6 separate regions of the Sus scrofa genome follow, and all the other regions are linked to region 6. A link is a contact called in public Hi-C and HiChIP or PLAC-seq data. All regions are on one chromosome and are shown on one strand. The core of a region is the stretch at or near the end of the contact, and the rest is flanking DNA. Distances in the headings are between cores, read along the strand shown.

Region 1 (3,346 bases), core at 17-2,516, 510 kb before region 6:
AGACAAGAGCACCCCGTTGGCGTATGGCCCCGAGAAGCATCGCGTGGCGCGAGCTCTGGTTAGCACAGCTAGGAAAACACGTGCAGGACCTGAGTCTCCTCTGGCAGGAAATCTCTTTTCTCTTTGGAGACTTGAAAGAATATCGTTCATGATGGATCTTTGTTCACTTTTATCAATTATTCAGTTGTTAACAAGAGTTAACGTGACTGGCTAAGGCAGGCAATTTCAAGCGCATCGGGGGTGACATAACTTACTCATTAAGAGCACTGGCTTTGAAAATTTCGACACCATTTCTCTCTCTCACTGATGAGGCATGCGTCCTGGAAGACGTCCTTGAAACGCTCTGGCATTCATTTTCCTCATCTGAAAAATGGGACAATAACTGCCCCTGCCTTAGAAGATTGTCGTGAAGAGGGCCCAGAGAAGGGGTTTGCTGAACCAATTGTTTACTGGTCTCCCACATGCTTAGAACAGGATGCAGGTGTGTTTCTTTTCAAACGTAATCAAGAGCTGTTTCCCTTCCTTTCTCTCTTTTTCCAGAACATAAATCTGCTGGGAAGCATGTCTGTCATTGTTCCCAGTGAGAGGATGGGGGGCTGTGGCCAGGGAAGGAGCAGGCAGCTGGGGTGCCCACCTGATGCTGCCATCCCCTGATTCACACATCCTGGTGCATCCTGGGTCCCCGCTGTGAGGCTTATCACTCACCCTAGAATCTGTTATCGCCTTTGACTCAACGAGAGGCTTGGCTAAGCTGGGATTTTGGCATAAAACTGTTCCTAACTTCCATCAGATTTAGGTTATGGGTGAACACATTGAAAGGAGAGCTGATTTTGTCCTCTCGCTCCTGGCTGCATCAACACGTAAGTATTCTGTTTCCACATTGTTACAATGACAAGATTTTTTAAAATTCACCCACAGAGGGAACATAATTTTCGCTGGAGTGATTTTCATATTCATAGATACTGGATAGGGTCTTTACATTAGTGTTGATATGCTCGGGACACACTGATGAGCATAGCTGTGGAAAAGCAGAAATTTTAAAGACATTGACCAAAAAATCGTGTATTTCTTGGACAGAGTGCACAGTGAATCATCCTCACATATCATTCCTTTCCTCTAAGCTAAAATCATGTGGTTAGGATTTTCCAGCGGATTCAATTATAACCTAGTTTTGGACAATAAAATGCAACAAGATGCCAGGCAAGGCAGGAGATGTAAGATGCTGACGTGCACCCTCTCTGCATTTCCCTGGTTGTCTGGGGCGTCGTCTACCTCTCCGCGCTGTCTCGGTCGGTTTGGGCTGGTTCAACAGATCACCGCAGATGGGGGCTCAAACGATAGGAGCTTATTTCCCACAGCGCAGAGGCTGGACGCCTGCAGACCCAGTGTCTGAGGGGAACCTGCACCTCCTTGTGTCTGCAGGCGGCCGGGGGAGGAGCGAGGTCTCCCTGGTCTGGTGTCTCTTCTGCGAGGGCGTGGGTCCCACTGTGAGGGCCCCACCCTCTCCACCCCATCACCTCCCAGGCCCCCGCTTCCCACCACTACACTGGGTGCCAAGAAGTCAACATCTGGATTTGGGGGGACACAGACATTCAGTCCACAGCAGCTCCTGACACTTTTCATGCACATTTTCAGAAATGTATCATGCGTACCTTTGTCTCTGAGTACAAACTCAGCATCATTCATTCATATAATATACTATTTTATGTACTAATTATTCCATGTGTGGCTACCGATCTGGAGCGACTCCCTCCAAACTTATCATCAGACGCGTCTGGACAAAATTCCACTACCCCAGTGTGCTTGTCTCATGGCAATGAGTCTAAAGGCTTCTGAAATTTTAACTCCAAAATTGGAAATTTTTAAACATAATTTACTTCGTATGAAGAGTTTCTCATTTATATCTAACTATATTGAACAAAGATATATTCCGTACAAGTACTCTTCCTGTTGGGCTTTTTTCTTTGTCAAGGGGCTTGCCCTAGGCATGTGGAACTTCCCGGGCCAGGGACTGAACCCCAGCCACAGCAGTGACAATGCTGGGCTGCAGCCTTAACTGCTAGGTCACCAGGGAATTCTTCTGGCTGACCTTTTTAACTTCAAGACTCAACATATAAAATCAATATAATTTTTAAAAATATGCTAATAATTTTCTCTAAATGGGGTTTGAACAGATTTTAAGCTTTTTTTTTTTTTGGTCTCTTTAGGGCTGCACCCATGGCATATGGAGGTTCCCAGGCTAGGGGTCTAATCAGAGCTACAGCTGCCAGCCTACACCACAGCCACAGCAACACCAGATCTGAGCCATGTTTGCCACCTACACCACAGCTCACGGCAACACCAGATCCTTAACCCACTGAGCGAGTTGAGGGATCGAACCCGCAACTTCATGCTTCCCAGTCGGATTCATTTCCGCTGCACCACAATGGGAACTCCAGATTTTAAGCTTTTTGATGACCTGATTATTATTTAAAAGCCAGGATTAGATGTTGTTGTTGTCATCTGCACAACATGTTTGCAATTATTTTTTTTCTCTATTTGACTTTGATTGGTTAAAATCCATCACCTTTCCTTCCAAGGGCCCTCCTAATGTGATTACTTAATTCTCAAATGACTTTTCTAGTTTGCTGCTTCGAATCTGTGTTAAGTAAAATCTAGATAACAGACGACAGTATCTACTTTATATTGTCTTGAAAATTATATATAAAATTTGCACATAATGCCATGAGAAGATTCTGTTTAATTACTTCTTGGTCTCCAACAATGTTAGTTGCTACCAATTAAAGGCATTAATTACCTTTTAAAGCCAATAGGTTGACTCTTCTTTTGTATCTGTTGTGTTATAATCACAAAGGCAAGAGGAAAACCTATTGCTAAGTGAAAAAGTAACATATTTCTAGTGGAAATGGAGTGCTGAAGGTGGGCGGTAGATCTCTGCGTGATTTTCTCTGGAATTTTTTCAGAAGTAGAGAAAGGAGAAATCACTGACTAAAAAGTAGGAATTAATTTTCCTTAGTTTATTCGCTAAAAGCACAGTGAAGTCAAAAGAATCTGAATAAAGTCTGTGTTTTCATGATAAAGGGAAATCAAAGGGATTACTTTATTTAAATCAGTTGTTTTGCTAATGAGGCAGGCAGAAGTAATAATTAGAGACAATAAACTAATTAAAAAATAACAACATTTAGAAGGCACAGGAAAGCAAATATTTAAAATAATTCCAGTGACCAAAGTGATAAAGACGAAACAATTATTCTCATTTACTGTTGGTGTCATTGTAAACTGGCATAACTCTTTTGGAAAAGCAGTTGAGTCATAAAAACAAATATCTTCTCTGACTCAGTAATCC
Region 2 (2,937 bases), core at 256-2,755, 740 kb before region 6:
TTTGGTCAAAAGAGCTTCCCAATGTGAGACCACGAGCCAGCCTTGCTGTGGTCTCGGTTCCCTCATCTGTGGCCTGGGGATGCTCAGACTCATTTCATAGATTCTCCCGGTCTGCAGACCGAGGGTGCCTCCCGCCAGCTCCTGACACCCCTGGGAAAACGGCTCATTCTGTCTCCCAGGAGAGCTCCTCAGAGGGGTGGTTCTGCCCATCTGTTAAGAGTAGCACCAGGAGTTCCCGTCATGGCTCAGCAGGTCAGGAACACAACAAGTGTCCATGAGGATGTGGGTTCGACCCCTGGCCTTGCTCAGTGGGCTAAGGGTCTGGTTATTGCTATGGCTGTGGCGTAGGCCAGCAGCTTCAGCTCCGATTTGATCCCTAGCCTGGAACGTCCATATGCCAGGGTGCAGCCCTAAAAAAATCACCCCCAAAGGAAAAACAAACAGCGGAAACAAGAAATAAGAGTAGCCCCATCCAGGGGCTATTGCTAGTGTTTCAGATTTGGGGTTCTGAACGGTATGCAGTCACGTTGCTCGCCTCTGGACCCTGAGCCCCCCCGGGCCCCGCCAGACAGACAAGCCAGAACTGGGCATCTTGGCAAACAACGAGCCTCTGTGTCTGTTGCGGTGGTTGTCCACACTGATGCTACTTGGGGGCCCGGTCTTCCTCGTCATCATCTACTTGGTGCTTCCTGGCTCCGAAAGGGCAGCCCCCGTCACGGCCGGGGCTTGTCCACGGTCTGGGTCCAAGTTGACCCAGTGACAGTCACCTTCAGAAGAAAAAAACAGAACAAACACACTAGAGCTTAAAAACACGGTTTCCCCTTCAGAACTGATTTTCAATCTTTTTGGGCAAAAAGAGACGTCTTACAACATTTTAATTTGTTTTTCTATGTGACATTGAGGAAATGAGATTCATGTAGTGACACGAATTACTGGGGGAAGACGGGGGTCAGGAAGAACATTCGCGTGTGAGTGTGTGTGTGTGTGTGTCCCATCCACTCCTCTATGCTCGGAATGAAATGGTTCTTGGAACCCCGGGTAGAGCCCCTCCCAGACGCACTGAAGGAAGTGCATGGCTCTGTGTGTCCCTAAGCACATTAGCAGATGTGCCTGTCCCGTCGTGGAGGGGCTGGCAGGGAGAGCTTTGGCTGCGGGTGTGGAACACACACTCGGCAGCACATGGTAAAACTTCCCTTCGTGTCACAAGGGGCAGAGCGTTTTGAGGGGCTCCTTTGGGCTTGTTCTGAGGGCCAGACGAGCTGGCAGCCGGGGAGGCTGGGGCAGGCTGGCTGCCGGGGTGATTCTACGTGGCCGTGGCCGTGCTCCGGGGATACCCGAGGAACTAGTCTTCACGCCGGGCCTGTAAGAACCAGCAGCTTTGTTGCACGCTGCAGGCTGTGAGCTTCCCAGGCGTGGTCAGCCGGCCCGGCAGGAAACACACTCACAGGCGAACAACCTTCGGCACCCACTCCCGACTTTCAGTTCTGAGGACAGTGAGTTCCCGGTACAAGGGAGTGGAAGCTGATGTCACCACAAAGCTATTGCCTTGCTTTGCAATCAGCAAGTGCGTTCAAAGTCCTCCAACGGGCGCGCACACACACACACACACACACACACACACACACACACACACACGCTGAAAAGCGTGTTTCCCAGTAGTCAGGGGCAACTTTTTATAAACAGATGTTCCGAAGGCCAAGTAAACAAAATACAAAAACATGCACGGTTCCGTTCAAGAATGCCGCCGGCAGTTACGTGTGCGCTGTGACCCTATTTTCGCTCACCGCTTTCCCGGAAGATGTTGTGAGGAATGAAATCCAAAATTAGCTCTAGGCCAAGAGTGAGTAATTTCAACAGGCACTCTGCAATGGCTTGTGCGCTTTGGAGCCATATATGGGTGAAAGTAACCATTTCAACAGGAAGCAGAAAAAAAAAATAAAAGGAAAACTTTTTGCACAAAACAGAAAAATTCTTAAACTTTCATCTGTGAAAGTGTTCAAATTCCCAAGGCGTGCGGAGTGAAACTCCAGGTAGTTTTTAAATTTGTTTTTATAAAATGTATTTGAAATGCTTCACTAACTTTCAGGGCAGAATCAGGAAACGTTGCTTCCATTAATTATTATTAAATGGTTGGCTAGCGTTTCACTTCTGTGTATGTTCTCTTTCTCATAACTAAAAACTAGTGAACATTTAATTGAATTTTGATGATAATCTTAATAGCATCATCGTACATTTACTCCTTAAAGCAATTTCATGTTTGCAAATTGCTTTTGCATTCCTTTTAGCTAGTTACATAACTTACTTGCTCAAAGAGTAAAATTAAATTCCCACTAATGGAACGGGGTTTTTGCTTTTTCAGTGTAAACACAAATGTGTCAAGCAATGTAAGGAAAATGGCTTGTTTCGATATGGATTCGCCCGTCCTTATTACTAAGTGTCTTTCGGTTTCTGTCAGACCTCAAGCTGCCTGCCTGGGCATCGGGGTGGGCATGGCAAAGGAGTTCTGAGAGAGGGCACTTCCTGGCAGGCCCTCCGTTGATTTCATCATCTAGACTCTCGCCCGCTGATCCCCGTGACAGCCAGGTCAGCATCAGGTCAGAGTCCAGAAGGGGTTCCTCTCTTGGTATTTGGAAGGACCTTGCAGGGGTCCCCCATATTTAATAATCACCTGGACGGACGCATCGATTTCCAAAGAGCATGCCACTGCGGAACAGCAGCCCAGGGGAGAAGCTCGATAAGTGCCCTCTTGACTGGGCACTGAAACTCTTAGTAAGAAACTCCTGGTGTCCAGAGCCGTAGAGGCACACTCCACTCTGGGTAAACTCTTAAAGAACGGCTACGCGTGAGAGTTATTATTATTATTATTATTATTATTAACCTTTTAAAGACATAAAACCCATCTCTCTGCAGGGCTCCTGTGCTTAGGCTCAGCCTCCA
Region 3 (2,898 bases), core at 9-2,508, 670 kb before region 6:
GAGGGCTTGAGGGTGGGTGCCAGGGGGCTCCCTGCGGGCAAGGTCACAACCCACCAGCTTTGCAGCCTCTGTGCTTAGTCTCGCACCTGGCACATTGACCTCTGTGGATACACGTGACTTCAGTAAGGAGCGAATTGGAGCAACACGATAGGGAGCTATTTTCTGGGGCGCTTATCTCCGGGCATGGTGACCCTGACAGGCGACCAAAGGTACGGAGATCTGCTTAATGCACACTCTGACGGTGACAGCCGAACGGCATGGCAGGCAGCAATTTTTTACCAAGGGACAAGGGGGTGGGGTCTAGGAAAAGGGGGGTGGAAAAAAAAATTATAGAGATGGAATTGTTCCTTAAAATTATATCTTCACGTTTATTTTTGCAGGTGTCATTGTACATGTGGAACCTGAAATACTGAGTTTCTTTGTACATCAGAACTAAATATCCCGTTTTACTGCTGCATCCACTGCTGATGTCTTTGAAGCCTTGCAAGAAGAAAATCACTACCTTACGAGCAGTCTTAACTGAATCAGCTATTTTGCACCAATCAAAAATGTATCTATTTTTATCAGGATACAAAAAAAAAAAAAACCCAATACGTCTATAAGTAATACAAAGTTGAGGATACAGGTGCTAATTGATTGACATCCCCTAAGAGCACCGCCTCCCACCTCCGCACACCCTGGTCTGACGTCCAATTTTAAATTAAGACTGGTAGATAAATTCTATTTTCTGTAATTTCATTCAGCTCTAGGCCCGAGTTGTTTGGGAGCTACTGGCCTGAGGCACTAAGATTCTCATCAAAGGGACAGACTAACGAGGGTTTCTTTCCAAGATCAAAGCATGTCTTTGTTTCTGGGTGATTACTTTTCTTTTAACGGCGGTGTTTATTTTTGTACACATGGTCCTTTTTGTTTGTTATCTAAGATGTTGTGAAAATATTGCTGCCAGGACTTCAGCGCCGAGTGGGACCCTCTCGGCCTCAGTTTCTCTGGGCGTCTGTTCTGGGCTCAACTGACCTGTGGGGACGGGACTCCCCGCCCTCCCGCCTGGCCCCTGGGCCGCCTGCCACCCACCTCTTCAGCTATCAAAGGCTCTTTGGCCAGAGCGGTATGTTTTGGTTTCATCTCCAGGTACTTTGGACTCGGGAATGTTTGGCAGGAGAGAGAAAAACAGAAAAGGTCAGTTTCACTTGAGGCCCCATGATGCCAGCGGTCGTTTCCCACAAGTGACCCGGCTCTGACTCAGCTTTCACTTTTCTTGTGACGGCGTCTCTGATGGCATCCACATTCCAGATCAGCCGGCGAGGGAGCAGCGCGAATCTTGGCATCCACACGGCGGATGCTCAGCCTCCAGCCGGGCCATCTCCTGCCGCCTGTCTTTTCCCCGCAGGGGTGCAAGCTGGCAGGTAGACCCGGGGGCCCCCAGTTTTGATCTGCGTGGTATTTTTAGGGGAGAGACTGTGAGCCAACATGAAGAAAGGGGAAGAGTTGATGTACGCATCTAGTGGCTGTCTGCTGAAAGTGGTGGCCATCTAGCAAGACGAGAGCCGCATCTCCCCGAGGCTGCAGCGGGCCAGAGATGAGGGGGTAGCCCCTGCCTTTTGCAGGGGAACTGCCTTCTTCCCTTTTCCGCAGTCTCCAGCACGCCTCACAGTGGCCCCTGCTGAGGTCAGGTGATCCTTGCCAGTCACGATGGTGCTTATACGCCAGTTTTTCTTACTTCCAGCCTGCATTTCTCTCTCTATGCCTTTCTTGGCCCACGCAGGTATTTGGATTTGCAGCCTCTCCTCCACGGAGTATTTTATTCATAAAATCCCAGCTTTGGGTGCTTTGGGAGGCCATCCAGTTAAATGGCTAAGCGTATTTTATTAACCGCATTGACTTCCTTTAGGCCCTGTCACTATCACTTGGGGTTCCTCCCCTTGTCTTCTCCTGAGAATAGGCTGGTATTGTTTCCCACCGGACACAGAAGTCAGCCTGTCAAAGTCAGGCAGGGGACAGGCACAGGGGACGTCCCATTTTACGATGGACCTTTTACCTGGATGGTCTCAGGTAGCTCTCAGGACAACTCGGAAAGGACTTTTTATCACCTCTGCTTTATAGACGGAAAGGTCACGGGGGGTGAGGAGCTGGCCCAGGACAACACAGTGGGTGGGGGTGGGGTGGAGCCCAAACAGAGTCCCTCCCATCTTGCTCCCTCACAGAAGATGGTACTGCCTTGTCGAGTCCTGGGCTTGACAGTTGGAAATCTTTAATTATTGTCAGAGGAGCGCTAGAATTCCCCAGCTGGATGTCTTTAAAGACAAAGACTGTATTTTACTGTTATTATCATTACTAGGGATGTGCCCCCAGCATGTGGAAGTTTCTGGGCCAGGGATGGAACCCACACCATGGCAGTGGCAACGCCAGGTCCTTAATCTATTGTACCACCAGGAAACTCCCAAAGGTTGTATTTTAAAACAAGGCAAAGAGAAAGAGAGCTATCATGAGTGGTTTCTGGGTTTGAAAACTATTTCAATTTTCTAAGGACTGACAGTTCATATAACCTGCATGGCTGTCATTCTGCATCTCTCACATGCGATCCCGTGTATTCTGACTGCAAGTCATTATTCGATGGTGTGGGAGGAAGACGACTCTCCAGCGTTCAGGCTTGGAATGAGCAGCTTCCTCCTGCTCCCTTTCCGACCAAGCCCTCTGCTCTGGGCGTTACTTCTCAGCTGCTGGAGGAGAAGGTATTTCCCTTTCCTTCTGACATTTCAGAGATGCCATTTGATATGTCAGCTGATGTGGTCATTTTTGCTACAGCAACTTACAAAGGCTGCGCTTCTTCCCAACTGCTGCTCTCCCAGGGATCATCCCTTACCCATGGAGACGGCCGTAAAGAGGGGCCGTCCTCTCAAG
Region 4 (3,212 bases), core at 420-2,919, 550 kb before region 6:
GTTAAGGATCCTGATCCTGAAGCTGCGGCTTAGGTCACAGATGTGGCTCAGATGTGAGTCCTGGTTGGGGAACTCGATATGCCGAGGGGTGGCCAAAAATGGGGGAAAAAAGAGAATAAAAAGGATCTAATCACTGCAGAGGCATGGGTTCAATCCCCAACCCTGCACCCTGCACCCTGCACCCTGGGTCAAGGATCCGGCATTGTTGCAGCTGGGGCTCAGATTCAGTCCCTGGCCTGGGAACTTCTATATGCTGTGGGTTTGGCCATTAAAAAAAAAAAAAATCATTCTGGCCCATCAATGATCTTCCCTCACTCCCTGGACAGGCATTTCCTGGGTGACGAAGCTGCTCAAACCATCTCTTCCCACGTCCTTCTCTTGCATCTTTATGTCCATTTACACTCTTCTTTCTCCTTGGCTTAGTCATTCATTCTGTGCCCATGTTTTATGAAATCTAAGCAACATGGATCGTAAAATGTACCGTAACATTATGAGCCACAGAGAATGAAAGAAAAAAATGCTGCCAATAAACACTGAAAACTGCCATCAATTGCCAAGATGCCTTCTGTTTTCAGAGCTGTTAAAACATGAAAAGGCATGTGTCTGGGTAAGATACAACCCGAGATATTTGGAGGTCAGAGCCATGACCCTTCCCAATCTTCCTTTCTTCAGGTACCAGACGTCTAGAGGTAGGCTGGCTGCCCCTTATCCCAGCACAGCTTGGCTCCCTCTCCCTATAAAATCGCGCTGTACCTGCCAAATCCAAGGACAGCTCCGAGGCCACCCTGCAGGGCCCTCCTGCCCAAGTCCCTTCACACGCGCGTTTTTTATGACACTTTCGTTTCTTTTCTCAGTTTGTCACGCTGCTTAATTTTCCTCCACTGACCATTGTCTGTTTTTGTTCTTCACGGTTCCCTGGGGGATGCTTGTAGGAGCCGCCAGAGCAGGCTTCTCCTAACAGCCCCGCTGGGGTCACCGTCCCCGCTGTGTCCCCATCCATCACTTCCCCTGACCGTCACTGGTATCAGGCACAGAGGGCACGTCTTCTTCCTGAGGATGTGTCCGTTCCTGGCCCCGGGTACCCTGGCCCTTGCCTGTAGCCCTTGCTCCTTTTCATCTGGAACATCCTGGGCTCAGTCCTGGGATGCTTTCCTTTGGTGACGCTGTAGCTTTAAGTGCTGCGCGTGCACACGCACACACACACACACACACACACACCCAATGCCCTGCAGACTTCCAAGTCCACACAAACAGCCCAGAGGCTCAGAACTCACTGTCTGCTCTGCAGTTCCCTGGGTTACCAGATTAGCCTCTCAAACACACAATTTTGGAAAACACCCCAATTTCCAAACTTCTCAGGAAATGAGAGCTCCCCCACCCCCGCCCGTTCCTTGGGGTTCCCTGTGACTTCCTCTCCTCACACGCCCCAGCTTCTGTTCTCCCCAGCGGCTCCCTGGACCCCAGCCCCTCTGCATCCCTGGCTGGGTGCTGGGTGGTGGACAGGCCCTCACGGGGCCCTGAATTGCTGCGTGGCCCTTCCCGTCCTTCTGGCTTTGCTCCCTCCCCACACGCTCCACCACCAGCTTGTCCTCAGCACGGAGCCCACAGCCAGCCCTTCGAAACGAAAACAGAGTGATGACACGTCCCGAGGCTTAAGCCTCTCTAGCCAGCTCCCAACCCACTCAGGGATGCCCCGGGTCCAGCGCAGACCCCAAGTTCATTGCGGCCTGTCTCTCCTGGCCCCCGGAGGCAGTCTCTCTGCCAAGAGCACCCCTCTTCCAGAGGAGCTTCTTTGCGTCCTGTTTCTCCTTAATCACCCCCCCCCCCAGTCTCAGTCCCTGACTCCAACTGTTTCTACTGTGTGCAGTGTAACAACGAACTCATCCCTCGGGGTCTTGGCTCTTATGCGAATCCTCCGTAATCTTTAACGCTCACTGATAGCTGCCTCGACTCGTTTCTCAGCCGTGTGGGGAGCAGTTCTAAATGCACATCTTTGAAAAGGATTCTGAACCGTGTCCATCAGGGGACAAAGGAAGCGTGGGGCCAGGATTCAAAACTGGGGAGGTAACACACATTTTCAAGAGGAAAATTCCACAAAGAATTTGAACTTTCAAGTTTCAGATTTCAAACCCTGGACCTCACCCAAGGTTCTGAGTAGTGAACGTGGGAAAACATCCATTGAATTTTTCTCTCCAATGACTAAAAATGTCTCATTAATTCCATGGAGACCCATCCTAATGTTTTTATTACAGCAAAGAATTTGTGAATAAAAGCTTGTGATAGAGAACATATTTGAAGACGAGAGCAACTGAAAATCAAACCACGTGAGGTTAAGTCAGAGAAAGATAAATATATGTTATCACTAATATGTGGACTCTTAAAAATGATACAAATGAACTTATTTACAGAACAGAAACACAGATGCAGAAAATAAACTTATGATTACCAAGGGGAAAGGGGCTGGGGAAGGGAAGCATTAGGAATTTGGGATTAAAATATACAACTACTAATGGAGTTCCCGTCGTGGCGCAGTGGTTAACGAATCCGACTAGGAACCATGAGGTTGCGGGTTCGGTCCCTGCCCTTGCTCAGTGGGTTAACGATCCGGCGTTGCCGTGAGCTGTGGTGTAGGTTGCAGACGCGGCTCGGATCCCACGTTGCTGTGGCTCTGGCGTAGGCCGGTGGCTACAGCTCCGATTGGACCCCTAGCCTGGGAACCTCCATATGCCGCGGGAGCGGCCCAAGAAATAGCAACAACAACAACAACAACAACAAAAAAAGACAAAAAAAAAAATACAACTACTACTATATATAAAATAGATAACCAGCCAGGACCTACTGCACAGCCCAGGAAGCCATATTCAATATCTTGTAATAACCTATCATGGAAGAGAATCTGGAAAATAATATATATGCACATAGATACGCATCAATGAATCACTTTTCTGTACACCTGCAAATAACACAATGCTGTAAATCGGCTGTGCTGCAGTAACAATTAGAAAGAAATAGAGGCATAAATACGTCCGGGTCTCGTGCTGCTCTGCGGGAACTCTCAAGTGCCCTGCAGGTGCTCTGACAGTTTGGAATAGGAAAGCCTGCCCAGGAAGAAAATTCTCCTCGGAGACCACGTTCTGTTTTCTGGTTATTTCCGAGGAATTAAAACCATTTTCCTCTCTCAGTCTATCCACTCTTGATGCAAAATGAATTTG
Region 5 (3,040 bases), core at 283-2,782, 760 kb before region 6:
CAAGGAAACTACTTAGATCAATTTCAATCACGTCCTAGGAAGCTGCTTCTTTAGGAGGAAAAGCAGGGAGGGAGAGGGAGGCAGGAGAGGGCTGCCGACAATTAAGCAGGCGTGTGAAGGTTGTAACACTTTGCATTTCATCTCCCCTAAAAGCCTTCTAGGCTTTGAAACCCATGGAATATATCTGATCTGCTAATTCACTTTGTGACAAAAAGCCAACAGCCTCGTAGGGTAGAGACAACCCCAAACCTCCTTCCACCCTTTAAAGACAATGGGACAAGTGTCAGAATCTCCCTCCCTCCAGGCAATCCCAATGAATCAGAAGGGGAAAAATTAAGTTTCTCAAATGTCCAATGCCCCAAATTCCAGACCCACTAAAAAATGCCGGAAACAGGCTCTTCTTCCCAAACTCAGACTTGAAGCAATACGGACCGGCTCATTGTCATATGACTGATAAGTCACTGTTTGTGCAAACACTGTTTTTTTTTTCTTTCTTTCTTTCTTTTTTTTTTTCTTTCTCTGGTCAAAGAAAGAAACAGGTAAGAAAAACAAGGCAGATGGAGGCAAATCGTAAGGATTCCAAAGAAGGTTAAGAAATTGAAAATGGCCTGCTAGAGAAAAGGAGCTGGCGGATGTTCTGCTGGTTTAATTCTTAATTAAAAAAAAAACCAAAACAAAACAAAACCCAAAACAAAACCAAAAAACCACCTCTACATACAAACACCAAAAAGCAAAACAAAAACAAAATCCCTTAAAAACAACAACAACAACAACAACACCCTTGGCAGTCCATGCAAGTTCATATGACCAGATCCAGCTGTGGAGTCTGGAGCTGGTACAAGCACCAAACTTCTGCCAAGGGCTGGGGCCGGGATCAGGCCGCGGAGCTGGGTCTGCCCTCCGGAGCTGGTAGTTCATAAGCCCCAGAAACGGGCAAAAACACTCGGAGTGACCAAGCGCTGCTGCGCCCCACTCAAATGTCAACTCCGCTCCACGCCGTAAAGGCCTCTTTAAAGTGCCTTCCTCACCGGAGGCAGGAGAAGTACGTTTTAGGACTAATTATTTTAATTTAAAAAAATTTGCCCAAACCACTAAAAAAAAAAAAAAAAAAAAAAAAAGAAGAAGAAGAAATGCACCTCCAACCACACACCGTCCTGTCGGTGCGTGCATGCACTCCCTCCTCGGCACACCGGGGCACCTGGCCCACGAAAATTCCTATTTACCTGTTGCCAATATTCCTCCAGGGAGGGCAGCGCCGAGAAGTAACCAGTCTCGTGCACAATCTGGAGTTCCTGGAAGATGCTGCACATTGGGAGCACATCCATGTCGGGTTGGAAAAGACAGTCACTGCTGTTGTAAAAACAGGGAGGTGTGCGGTCTGGAGTCGGGAGCGCAGCAGTCGTGCCTGCAGCGCCGGGGAAGTTCATGCAAACTCAGTGCGCAGCAATTAGGCGCCGCGGGTTCGGATCCTGCCGGAGCCCGGAGACGCACTCTCGAGCCCACACAATATTTGCAAACACCGGACTGACTGCAAACGTAACCCCTGCAAAACTTCCCTATTCAAAGCTCCTCTGCCAGCCTCCCCTCCTCCCCGCCCAGCCCCCTCCTCCCCTCCCCACGTGACTCGCCCTCGCCCGCCCATCGCACCGCCCAATCACGCCGCGCCTGGCCCGGGGGCTGCGCGAAGATGATGTCAGCTTCGGCCAATGGCGGGCGGCGGCTCACAGCGGCCCCGCCTGGCGTGACCGAGCCTCTCCATCACAGCCCTCGCCATTGGCTGAATTCGAACTTCGGCCGGCTCTGATTGGAAAGCGGCTTCGCAGGCTATTTTTAGCAGGGTATATAAGGCGCGGGCCGCCGCGCGCCGGAGGAGTCGGTGCTGGGAGGTGCGCGGCCGAGCGGCTGAGTGCGCCGCTGCCGGGCCGAGGGAGCCGGGTGTCCCTTCCGTCCCGTCCCCGGTCCCCGCACCCCCGTCGTCCTGGTCCCAGTCTTCGTCCCCATCACCCGGGTTGGTCCCCGCAGCCCGGGCCCGCGCGTTCCTCACGCCGGTCATCCGGGCCCTGTCCCCTGCCCCCGGCTCAGCGGCTCAGTGCGCCGCCGCGGGGCTGAGGGGAGCCAGACGGGGTCCCTCCGCCCCTCCCCTCCAGCCTCGGGCCGACCTGCCCTTCTCTGGCCCCCGCCGTCCCTTCCTCCCTCTCGGTCCTCCCTGTATCCCCGTCTTCCGTCCCCTTCTTTCTTCCCCCTCTTCCCCGCCCTTGTCTCCTGTCACCCCTCCCCATCAGTCCCCTTCTGTACCTGCTCCATACCCCGCAGTCCTAAGTTGGCCCCTGCGACCCAGGTGTGGTGGACAGAGCATCCCCACAGGTGTGTGTGGGGGGGTGGCGGGGCAGGAAGGTGGGCAGGGAGGGGCCTGAGATGCTCCAGAGCCGCTGTGGTGCGTGCCTCTGAGCTCCCTCCTTCCGCCCCCTTCCCGTGGAAAGGACACACACTTGGGGGACCCACCTGTGCCCCCAGATGCCTGCGGAACCTGCAGGGAAAGGATCAGAATGGCTGGGGAGACCCACGTTGGACCTGCTTGTTTTGATTCTATGAGACCACATTTTTCTTTTAAAAATTTGGGCCCCTTATGAAGGGGGCAAAAAATGAGGGTGCCTTAACTGCTCTCAGAACAGCATGGTACCAGTTGCCCACATTTCAGAAATGCACTTTCCGGAGTTTGGCCCCAGACCTGCAGAATCGGAGCTGGGGGTAGGGGCTGTCCTAGCCACTGTGTTTGGAACACGCTTCCCAGGTGAATCTAAAATGTGGGAATTGGGGTCTGGAAAGTGTCCTTTTACTTGTCACCACAGGGCAGTCCTCATTTCAAGAAGGTTCCAGGACTCTCACCAAGGTTAACGACTAGACTTTTCCTTAGCGTGTAAACAGTTTAAATTAGGTTGAAGCTGACATTCAAGGTGGGTTTTTTTTTTTTAATATATGTAAATTATCTACTGAAATATCCCATGATCATTTCAAGAAAAAAATACCAAGAACATGTAGA
Region 6 (2,989 bases), core at 78-2,577:
AGAGGTTTGATTATTGAAAATATTATAGCTTTAGAGAATGAAAATTACACTGGAGGGGTAAAATTTTTAACAGCCCACTTAAAAATGTGGAGCAAAATATTTACTTGGCTGTGAGCATCTCTGTCAGCAAACTTCTAAATGATTACCGTGTCTTACGTGCAAGATGATATTTCGGTTACAATTAAAATCATTGGTTGGATTTTAAGACGCCTCCGACTCAACCTACAAATTTGGGATTTACTAGGAAAGAATAACAAAACATCTTAAAAACTTCTTGAAGGGTTCTTTTCTTCTTATATCAAGAAGCAAAATGCACTCAGTGCCCTGTTGAGTAAGTTAAAAAGCATCCAAGACATAGGCAAATTCCCTTGATAAAAATGTTTTCTAGATTAATATTGCTATTCAAAGTCCTTTCCACATCGCTTGGATTTTTCTTTTCCTTTTAAAGCACCAAGTTTCTCCTCCTGGTTTTGGAATCCATGAACAGATCCGGTGCCATGTCACAGACACAGTCAGATCCTTTAAAACCTTTTCTCTTTCTGTTTCTTTTTTTGAGTTTCCTGTCGGCCTGACACATTGTGTTCTCACATCCCTTGGAAACCACGTGGGGAAGAAATAAAGTGCACCCCTCCGTCCACAGATAGGCAATGTTTGCTCACCGACTGGGGGAAACACAACAGGTCACTGCAATTGGCTATATATGGTCATTCAGTCACACGGAGCAAGGGACGAGGCCAGGACACAGGAAACACCTGTGGAAAAGGACTCCGAATAATGGGCCCTTTTGCAGTTTAACTGTTCACAAAGCACAGAAATACCAAATACCAGCAACATGTTGGCCAATGTTATTTAAAACGGGCTCCCTGCAAAGACAGGGGAGCAGGTGCAAGACTTGCCTCTCAAAAACGTTCTGTTTTGGAGTTCCTGTGGCTCAGCCAAAACGAATCCAACTAGCAGGCAAGAGGATGCCAGCTGGATCCCTGGCCTCGCTCTGTGGGTTAAGGATCCGGTGTTGCCTGTGAGCTGTGGTGTAGGTCGCAGTCTCAGCTTGGGTCCTTCGTTGCTGTGGCATAGGCCAGGGGCTACAGCTCTGATTGGACCCCAGCCTGGGAACCTCCATATGCCGCAGGTGCAGCCCTAAAAAGCCACACACACCAAAAAAAAAAAAACGTGCTTTTTCTTTAGCACCAAGTCTTGCACGTTGTAGCACTACCCACGGTAAAAGCAATGAAAAGTCTTCAGGGCAGACACTAAAACTGTCTTTCAGGGATGTCCTTTCCTGAAACCTGGAAGATGTGGAAACAAGGAACTTGTGCCTGAGGATGTAGCTCCATCTACAGGACGTGGGAGGTAGGACAAGGTCCATGTAAACAAATTCTCCGGCCACACGCGGATATTAAGGTTGTGTTTTGCTTCTGATAAATGAGCTTTTTCACTGAGAAGAAAGGAACGTGAAACGAGGGGTGACGTGCACGTGGGCCATTCATTCCTGAGGCTTTGATCGACTTAGTTTTTATTCTCTTCTTTGTAAATTAAAAAAAAAAAAAAAGTCCATGTAAGCTCATCTTTGGTTTAAAAGAAAAGGCAGTTCTGGTTGGGGATGTAGATGGCGGGGGCGGCTAGGCATTTGGGAAGCCGAGGGCATATGGGAAATATTTGTACCTTCCTCTCCATTTTGTTGTAAACCTAAAACGGCTCTAAAAAGTGCTCTTTTACATAAGAGAACAGACTTGTGGTTGCCAAGGGGAAGCCGGGAGCGAGGAGGAGTTTGCGGTTAGCAGATAAAACTAGTACATGTAGAATGGATGAGCAATGAGGTCCTACTGTACAGGACAGGAACCATATCCCGACTCTTGGGATAAAACATGCTGGAAAATAACACAGGAAAGGGAATGTATATATATACGTATGTATACATATATGCCTGGGCCACTTCGCTATACAGCAGAGACTGGTACAACATTGTAAATCAACCATATTTTAATTAAAAATAAATATAATAACAAATAGGGGTTTTGTTTTGTTTTGTTTCTTAGGGCCGCACCCATAGCATATGGGCCTATGGAAGTTCCCAGGCTAGGAATCGAATAGGAGCTGCATCTGCCGGCCTAGGCCACAGCCACGGCAAGACCAGATCTGAGCCATGTCTGCAACCTACACCACACCTCACAGCAACGCCAGATCCTTAATCCACAGAGAGAGGCCAGGAATGGAACCTCATCCTTATGGATACAAGTCAGGTTCTTTACTGATGAGCCACAAGGGGAACAATAAATCGTTTTTTTAAAACACAAAACCTCAGGCAGAGTCCACTCAGGGAGCACTGAATTCTTTTAGAAAATGGTATGGAGGTACCTCAGGAAACTAAACATAGAACTACCATATAATCCAGCAATTCCACTGCTGGGCATATATCTGGACAAAAGTTTCACTGAAAAAGATACACGCATCCCTGTGTTCATAGCAGCACTATTCACAATAGCCAAGACATGGAAACAACCTCAATGTCTATTGACAGATGAGTAGATTAAGAACATGCAGTACATATACATGGTGGAATATTACTCAGTCATAAAAAAGACAAACAAATGCCATCTTCAGCAACATGGATGGATCTAGAGACTCATTCTAAGTGAAGTCAGAAAGAGAAAGACAAATACCATATGGTATCGCTTGTTTGTGGAATCTACAATATGGCTCAGATAATCCTCTCCAAAAAACAAAAACAAAAAAACAAACACAAAAAACAGAAACAGATCATGGCCAAGAAGAGCAGACTTGGGGTTCCCAAGGGGAGAAGGGGAGGGAGTGGGATGCATGGGCATTTGGGGGGGGGGGTTGGATGAAAACTTATATTTGGAAGGAATGGGCTGTGGGTCCCTAACGTACAGAACAGGGAAATGTGTGTGATTGGGTCACTTTGCTGTACAACAGAACTTGATGAAACATTGTAAATCAACTATACTTTAATAAAATAATAATAATAAAA

Evidence for each region. Hi-C and Micro-C count contacts between places; a contact is called where the count stands out from the background. HiChIP or PLAC-seq counts read pairs in DNA pulled down with a chosen protein or histone mark.
Region 1: a Hi-C map of adipocytes shows a contact between it and region 6, with 2.0 times the contacts expected there. The contact joins two enhancer-like sites. A contact is called at or near these places in 5 of 47 Hi-C or Micro-C datasets (adipocytes, embryonic fibroblasts, fibroblasts and 2 more) and 1 of 2 datasets of contacts at active chromatin or transcription factors (skeletal muscle).
Region 2: a contact with region 6 is called in a Hi-C map of skeletal muscle, with 4 times the contacts expected there. The contact joins two enhancer-like sites. A contact is called at or near these places in 8 of 47 Hi-C or Micro-C datasets (brain, heart right ventricle, mesenteric adipose tissue and 5 more) and 2 of 2 datasets of contacts at active chromatin or transcription factors (alveolar macrophages and skeletal muscle).
Region 3: a contact with region 6 is called in an H3K27ac HiChIP or PLAC-seq map of skeletal muscle, with 7 times the contacts expected there. The contact joins two enhancer-like sites. A contact is called at or near these places in 3 of 47 Hi-C or Micro-C datasets (embryonic fibroblasts and fibroblasts) and 1 of 2 datasets of contacts at active chromatin or transcription factors (skeletal muscle).
Region 4: a contact with region 6 is called in an H3K27ac HiChIP or PLAC-seq map of skeletal muscle, with 5 times the contacts expected there. The contact joins two enhancer-like sites. A contact is called at or near these places in 5 of 47 Hi-C or Micro-C datasets (embryonic fibroblasts, fibroblasts, heart right ventricle and 1 more) and 1 of 2 datasets of contacts at active chromatin or transcription factors (skeletal muscle).
Region 5: an H3K27ac HiChIP or PLAC-seq map of skeletal muscle shows a contact between it and region 6, with 15 times the contacts expected there. The contact joins the promoter of KLF6 here to the enhancer-like site in region 6. A contact is called at or near these places in 13 of 47 Hi-C or Micro-C datasets (alveolar macrophages, brain, embryonic fibroblasts and 9 more) and 2 of 2 datasets of contacts at active chromatin or transcription factors (alveolar macrophages and skeletal muscle).

The regions. Positions count from the first base shown.
Region 1 is chr10:66,241,466-66,244,811 of Sscrofa11.1, reverse strand. No RefSeq gene overlaps it. Among named protein-coding and RNA genes, the nearest start is that of KLF6, 250 kb to the left of the region's middle. Within about 2 kb of position 1,266, at least 10 of the 83 cell types and tissues checked have an H3K27ac peak or open chromatin away from gene starts, as enhancers often do. A contact at or near this core is called in skeletal muscle, where this site is marked.
Region 2 is chr10:66,470,814-66,473,750 of Sscrofa11.1, reverse strand. No RefSeq gene overlaps it. Among named protein-coding and RNA genes, the nearest start is that of KLF6, 16 kb to the left of the region's middle. Within about 2 kb of position 1,505, at least 53 of the 83 cell types and tissues checked have an H3K27ac peak or open chromatin away from gene starts, as enhancers often do. A contact at or near this core is called in retroperitoneal adipose tissue and skeletal muscle, where this site is marked.
Region 3 is chr10:66,402,286-66,405,183 of Sscrofa11.1, reverse strand. No RefSeq gene overlaps it. Among named protein-coding and RNA genes, the nearest start is that of KLF6, 85 kb to the left of the region's middle. Within about 2 kb of position 1,258, at least 19 of the 83 cell types and tissues checked have an H3K27ac peak or open chromatin away from gene starts, as enhancers often do. A contact at or near this core is called in skeletal muscle, where this site is marked.
Region 4 is chr10:66,273,923-66,277,134 of Sscrofa11.1, reverse strand. No RefSeq gene overlaps it. Among named protein-coding and RNA genes, the nearest start is that of KLF6, 210 kb to the left of the region's middle. Within about 2 kb of position 1,669, at least 34 of the 83 cell types and tissues checked have an H3K27ac peak or open chromatin away from gene starts, as enhancers often do. A contact at or near this core is called in skeletal muscle, where this site is marked.
Region 5 is chr10:66,486,937-66,489,976 of Sscrofa11.1, reverse strand. KLF6 (Kruppel like factor 6) reads right to left here and starts at 1,532. Exons shown (of 5, transcript NM_001134353.2): 1 at 1,224-1,532. The coding sequence starts at 1,325.
Region 6 is chr10:65,728,424-65,731,412 of Sscrofa11.1, reverse strand. No RefSeq gene overlaps it. Among named protein-coding and RNA genes, the nearest start is that of AKR1E2, 36 kb to the right of the region's middle. Within about 2 kb of position 1,327, at least 10 of the 83 cell types and tissues checked have an H3K27ac peak or open chromatin away from gene starts, as enhancers often do. A contact at or near this core is called in retroperitoneal adipose tissue and skeletal muscle, where this site is marked.